Regions from separate parts of the Gasterosteus aculeatus genome. Here region 2 is linked to region 1. The links are chromatin contacts, called in public Hi-C maps. All regions are on one chromosome and are shown on one strand. Each heading gives the region's core, a stretch centred on a gene start, on an enhancer-like site or on the middle of the called end of the contact. The rest is flanking DNA. Distances are from core to core; before and after follow the strand shown. Region 1 overlaps ror1 (receptor tyrosine kinase-like orphan receptor 1). Region 2 overlaps cachd1 (cache domain containing 1).

The links. Hi-C and Micro-C count contacts between places; a contact is called where the count stands out from the background.
Region 2: a Hi-C map of blood and trunk muscle shows a contact between it and region 1, with 3 times the contacts expected there. The contact joins two enhancer-like sites. A contact is called at or near these places in 5 of 6 Hi-C or Micro-C datasets (blood and trunk muscle, skeletal muscle, tail fin and 1 more).

What each region holds. Positions count from the first base shown.
Region 1 is chr8:10,741,354-10,744,169 of fGasAcu3.hap1.1, reverse strand. ror1 (receptor tyrosine kinase-like orphan receptor 1) reads right to left here. Exons shown (of 11, transcript XM_040184732.2): 8 at 2,633-2,812; 9 at 1,866-2,093; 10 at 1,387-1,751; 11 at 1-1,194. The coding sequence ends at 489. Among protein-coding and RNA genes, the nearest start is that of cachd1, 14 kb to the left of the region's middle. Within about 2 kb of position 1,334, at least 2 of the 9 cell types and tissues checked have open chromatin away from gene starts, as enhancers often do.
Region 2 is chr8:10,786,299-10,789,114 of fGasAcu3.hap1.1, reverse strand. cachd1 (cache domain containing 1) reads right to left here. Exons shown (of 27, transcript XM_040184354.2): 5 at 1,626-1,752; 6 at 573-717; 7 at 194-410; 8 at 1-73. Among protein-coding and RNA genes, the nearest start is that of raver2, 28 kb to the left of the region's middle. Within about 2 kb of position 1,439, at least 1 of the 9 cell types and tissues checked has open chromatin away from gene starts, as enhancers often do.

The sequences.
Region 1 (2,816 bases), core at 85-2,584:
ACCGCAGCTGAAAGGAGCGTAAAAGTCCAGGTGTGAGTGTCAGCGTTTCCTTCAAATCCTGCATGAAACAGTCCAGTAACTGTTTGTTGACGCAGTAACTTCCTGCCCCACTGGGACGCAAACCACTTCCTAGGATGGGCTTCAATTTCAAAATCTATTCCTTAATAAAAAAGTTCTTGAATATATATCTTTGAATTCCACTCATTCTTTCAGGACGTATGTACCGTATTTACACAGAGGTTAAAATAATAACACAACGTTTTCAAACGATGGCGGTGGGTACACATGCTTCTAACAATAAGGCGTTACAAATCAGACAGCTGTGGCTATACTTGTGTAGCTGTGGCAGTGCTTCTTGCACAGTCAAAATGTGCATTCCGGCTGGTTTCTGTTGGGCCTCCGCGTGTCTAGAGCAGAAAACGTTAGACTGGCTCCCCATGTTAGACGCTAAACTTCTCAAATGTGGGTCCCGGGCAGAAAGAGTCTATCTACAGGCCTGCGGTGATGACCGACGAGTCGTTGTACATTAGCGCGTCAGAATCCGCGGCGAGCAGCGCCTTTTGCGATGCGTGGTCCAGTTGTCCCACTCCCTTCTGGCCAACCTGTCCGTACACCTGAACCGCTCCCCCGCTGCTCCCCGGCATGATGCAGTGGGAGAGCAGCGGCGTGTTGGCGTCGTGGTTGGAGCCCGTGGTGGAATGCACTCCGCTCACGTGACCCGTGCTGGTGGAGCCGCTGGCGCTGCTGGGCGAGCGGCTTTTGGGCGGCGGCAGGTGATGCTGCACCACCCTGGTTGGTTGGGCAGGTGGAAAGTGGGCGGGGAAGGCGGCGTACCCTGGCGGGATCGGGTACCCGTTGACGGGGATGAAGCGCTGGTGGGTTTGCGTCACGGCCATGGGCGTCCAGGCCTGAATAGGGCCCATCTGGCCCGGGGAGGCGATGGCCTGGGCCGGGTAGAGGTAACCTGCAGCCGCGGCGGCAGCAGCCGCGTAGCGGGGGTTGCTGAGGTTGCTCACGGGGCTGGCGCTCAGCGAGGTGGTCTGGGTGGTGGCGTTGCCTCCACCGCCCGAGGGAGTGCTGGAGCTGGCGTGGGAGGACAGCCCCTCCCAGGCTCGCAGCCGGAGGTGGATGTCCTTGAAGCGCGTTCGGCGCGTTGGTCCCTCCTGCCAGCACTCCGTCATCAGACCATAAAACCTGAGAGACATCAGAGGAAGGTGGTTGTCAGACAATTGTGAAAAAGTTCTCTACAAAAACCCTTTGAATGCTGACTGAATAAGCGCCGGCCACTTTGACACAGTTAAAGCGTGTGAGCTTTGCACTATTGCATCATCTTCTCGTTATCCAGCTCGTAGCTTATGCTGGACAGCAACGTGGACCTGAACATACCTCGGGGGACAGTCCTCGGGGCAGGTCAGCAGCTGCCTCTTTCTCACCATCTCCATCACCTCTTGGTTGGAGAAGCCGTAATAGGGCTGCAGACCGTAGCTGAAGATCTCCCACAGCACAACTCCGAAGGACCAGATGTCAGAGTCTGACGTGAACTTGCCGTACGCGATGGCCTCTGGGGGCATCCAGCGGATGGGCAGCAGGGTTTTGGGCTGGAGGCAGTAGTAGTCTGAGGAGTAGATTGCTCTGGAGAGACCGAGGTCGGAGATCTTGATTTGGAGCTGCTCGCCTACTAAAATGTTCCGAGCTGCGAGGTCTTTATGGGTGTAGAAGTGGCTGGCCAAGTACTCCATCCCAGCTGCCACCTGGGTTTTATTCATCAAAAAGAAAACAGTCATCAAAGGAGGAAGTAGCTGTGAAGCGTCTAGTACAAAGCACCGCGGTAGCAATGCGAGGAATCTCTTGCTTTCACATCCCACCTGTATGGACATGTGCAGGAAGTCCCCGTGATCCAGGCTGGACTTCACAGTGCCGTCCTCATCGCTGCTGCAGCCGACGTCAGAGTGGGGCGAGCGCATGATGAGGAACTCGTGGAGGTCCCCCAGGGGCAAAAACTCAAAGAGCATGCAGACGGGCTGCTCCTGGATCACCACACCCAGAAGGCACACCACGTGTGGGTGCTGCAGCTCCGTCAGCACAGCAGCCTCCTGTCGTCGAAAACACGGAAGACATCGGTGAACTGCTTTTGACACCTCAAAGTCCACTTATTGAGGCCTTGAAAGGCGGCTGAAAGTTTTCTTTTAAAAGACAGATGTTTTGGTGTTTGGGCTTTAAAGGCTGGCAGTTGAAAGGGAGGATTATGTTTTTTTTACACAGGAGTCATCTGGATAATTCCACAGTTTATTTTAAGTGAAAAAAGGGGATACTTGACTGTATACAGTCGGCCATCGCCCACGTTTACCTTCTGTGGAAATATAGCAAGTCATGCTTCAGGTCTTGTGGGAATAGAGATGTTTCCAATGGCAAAGCAGTGCCTTGAATTCTAAAACGGAGTATTTTAGAGCCATGTCCTCACACAATTACCAGTTAAAAGCCTGTCTTTAAAATAAAAAATGACTATTTCAGGGTTTTAGAGGTTCTGCAGATGTTACACGTGGAGGATTTTCACAACTGTGTCCCACCAACAATACACATTCATCAAAGTTTCTGCTTTTTTCAGCTTCGGAGGGAGGAATCTCTTCTGTACCTGCTGGAAGTCGACCCACTGTTGTGGATTGGAAATATCCTTCAGGGTCTTTATGGCCACGAGCTGTGCCTGGTCCATGCCCGGCAGATACAGGTGACCCTTGTAGATCTTCCCTAAAGTGCACTCTCCAAGCTCCTCCATGAAACGCACAGCCGACAGGGGAAGCTCTTTGGCTTTACTCTGC
Region 2 (2,816 bases), core at 190-2,689, 45 kb before region 1:
GCTCTCTTCTCCTGCTCCGACGACTCTCGAGACGTGATACCAGACGACAGGTAGATGATCACCATGTCAGTGGCTGAAACGGAGACAAAAAGCATGTCAAGGTACATCGCTTCAATTGCCGGCCAAACCGATTATGTTGGAAAAAGATGGCTGGAGTTGATCTCCGATGCGGCGCACAGGGACAATCTCTTACTGGCACTCTGCTTGCAGATGCTGCTGGTATTCCGGATCAGCTGGAAGGCCTTCTGGAAGCCCGCTGCGTGCTGCGTGGCTCCATCCGACGCCTTGATGTTGGAGATGAAGGTGCTCATCTTCCTCTTGGTCTCGCTGGTGGCCGGAGAGAGCAAACTCTTGTAGCACTGGTCCAGAGAACAGGAGCGAACCGCCTCTGCCACTGACAAAATGGAGATCTGCAGAGCAGCAATAAGGAGGTACGAATCAGAAAAAAACATGTTTGTTGTGGCAATACTAAATATTCTTCTTAAAATAGTTTTAGGTTATTTTATGGCTTCTAAACTAGGGTTTATAAATTCATCATTATAAAAGTGACGAGGTCCAATCCCTTTGCTAACCTTGTCATGCTCATCGGCGGCGTTGAGGATGACCAGCGCCGAGTCTCTGGCGATCTGAAGCTGGGTGTCGGTTACAGACGCGCCGTGGTCCACCATCACCACGATGTGCTTGGACTGGGGCAGCACTGCAGACACATACACAGGCCTGGAGGCGCAGGCGCACACACACGCACACAAAGGAATCAGATAAACATGCGACAAAAGTCATTAAAATAATTTGGATTTTCGGTTAATGCGTATATCTTTTCTGATTAAGAAACACAATTTTAGTGGCTTCACAGACCTTGTAGCACAAGCAACAAAAATAATCTAAAGTAATATTCTGCTGTAGTGAAATCCCCCCAAAAAGAAAAAATGTGATGATCATCGATCTGTGTTCAAAAGATAAACTCTGGATTTTCGCAAAGCGAACTTTGTGCTCATCTTTGGGGTATATTTACAGTATTTGGTGCAGGTATAAATATAGATAAAGGCCCGGCTTAATGAAATGCATCAATAGGGTGGTCAGCGCCTGTGTGTGTGTGTGTGTGGTCTGCTGGACAAGGACACACTAACACAGGCTGCAGAAGGGGAGTGATGTACTCACAAAGCCTCATTCACACATCAAGCAAGTCAAAGTAACGTCATTTCTCTCCTGGCTCAGACAGCCAGAAAAACGTTTTAAAAGACCCAGAGTGAAAAAGAAATAGCGAGGGCCAATGCAAAAATGAAAAGACCAAATAATACAGAAATAAAAGACGAGAGAGAATAGAAACGTCTTTCAGCCGCGGCCACAAGACAGAAAACCACAACACGGGAGGTGTGAGATTCCGACCGGCTTTGGAGGGACAGAGCGACATTCCTGCCAAGGGCATGTGTGGTCAGGGTGTGTGAGGGCGGCATGCCATCAATATGCCCTCTAGACCACCCTGCAGCCACTGACTGCAGGGGACAAGTTGGCGGTGACGTCAGCTACTTTGCCAAGTGAGTGATTCATTGTGTTTGGTAATAACTTTGGGCTTAGTAATAAATAAATAAAAACGCTTAGACAAAAGGAGGACTTGGTCTTTATACCTGCTGCGGTGCTCGTAACTTCCCTTGCACTGAAACTTGTGTGCCGGGAAGAGTGTGAAGATGCCCTCCTCCGAGCTGAAGTACTGCCACTTTATCCCTGGGTTGGACTTCAGGTTGTCTGCCAACACTGTGGAGGGAAAAGACAAAGAGAGGGGACAGCGAACATGTCAGTGAGGGAAGGACAAACACAAAACGGCCTTTCACAAAGAGACGGAGGGAGGTGGGCGGGGGGGGGGTGGGCAGCTAAAGAGGCTCGAGTAGAAACTTTGGGACATATTCAAGAAAAAAAAAACAATAGAAAAAGGGAGGAAACAGGCTTTTTTTACATGATATACAGTCATTAAATAATTCTCTTAAAGAGGGCAAATGCTCGAGCAGCATTCCAAATGAACTAATCCTATGAATACAAATGAACAAGCTAGCAGGGAACCGTCAAGACACAAATCACAACAATCCAGATTTAGGGCCCAGACCACAATTTACCGTTCTTTATTGATTTACGTCTTCGCTTCGATCGCACACGAGGCTGCTACTTGTTTCTGGACAGGAATCAATTGATACGTTTAGTCCCAAATAATATTTTTCTAAGACAAAGTTTTTGATGAGCCACAGCATCTGATTATGACGAATGCACACCCATGGTGGTTTCCGCAGGTCATTGGCAGCTGTGCACATGCACCAACTATTTATCCATTTAGCTGACTACTGTTGTCATTAGAGAGGAGGTTTCCCAGAACAGAATAGTTCTATGGTCTTTGCCAGACTAAATAGTCTCAAAATGTGGACTTGGCTTGCAATCTCATTGAATGAATCACCTCCTAACGAGAACCTGTTTGAAACATTTCCAACCTCGCAGCAATATTACAAGTCGAAGGATGTTTAATATTCTCTGGTGGGGGAGGAAAATCACCTGTCAAATATTCAACTAATGCTAAAAATCCAAAACACACACACACACACACACACACACACACGTCGACCTGCCCAACTGTCAAATAGTCTAAACGGCATCAAAATGCACCTCTGACTAAGTCATGACAATGGAAGTACAGGTTCCTGCGCCCCGCCGTCGGACACCAGCTCTGCCCAGTCACTTCATCCGTCTCTGAGGCTCAAATAAACAGGAAACACTCCGCTGTGTTGACAGTGGAAGAAGGGCCATGTAAACATCTGTCAGGCGGCAGAGCTCTG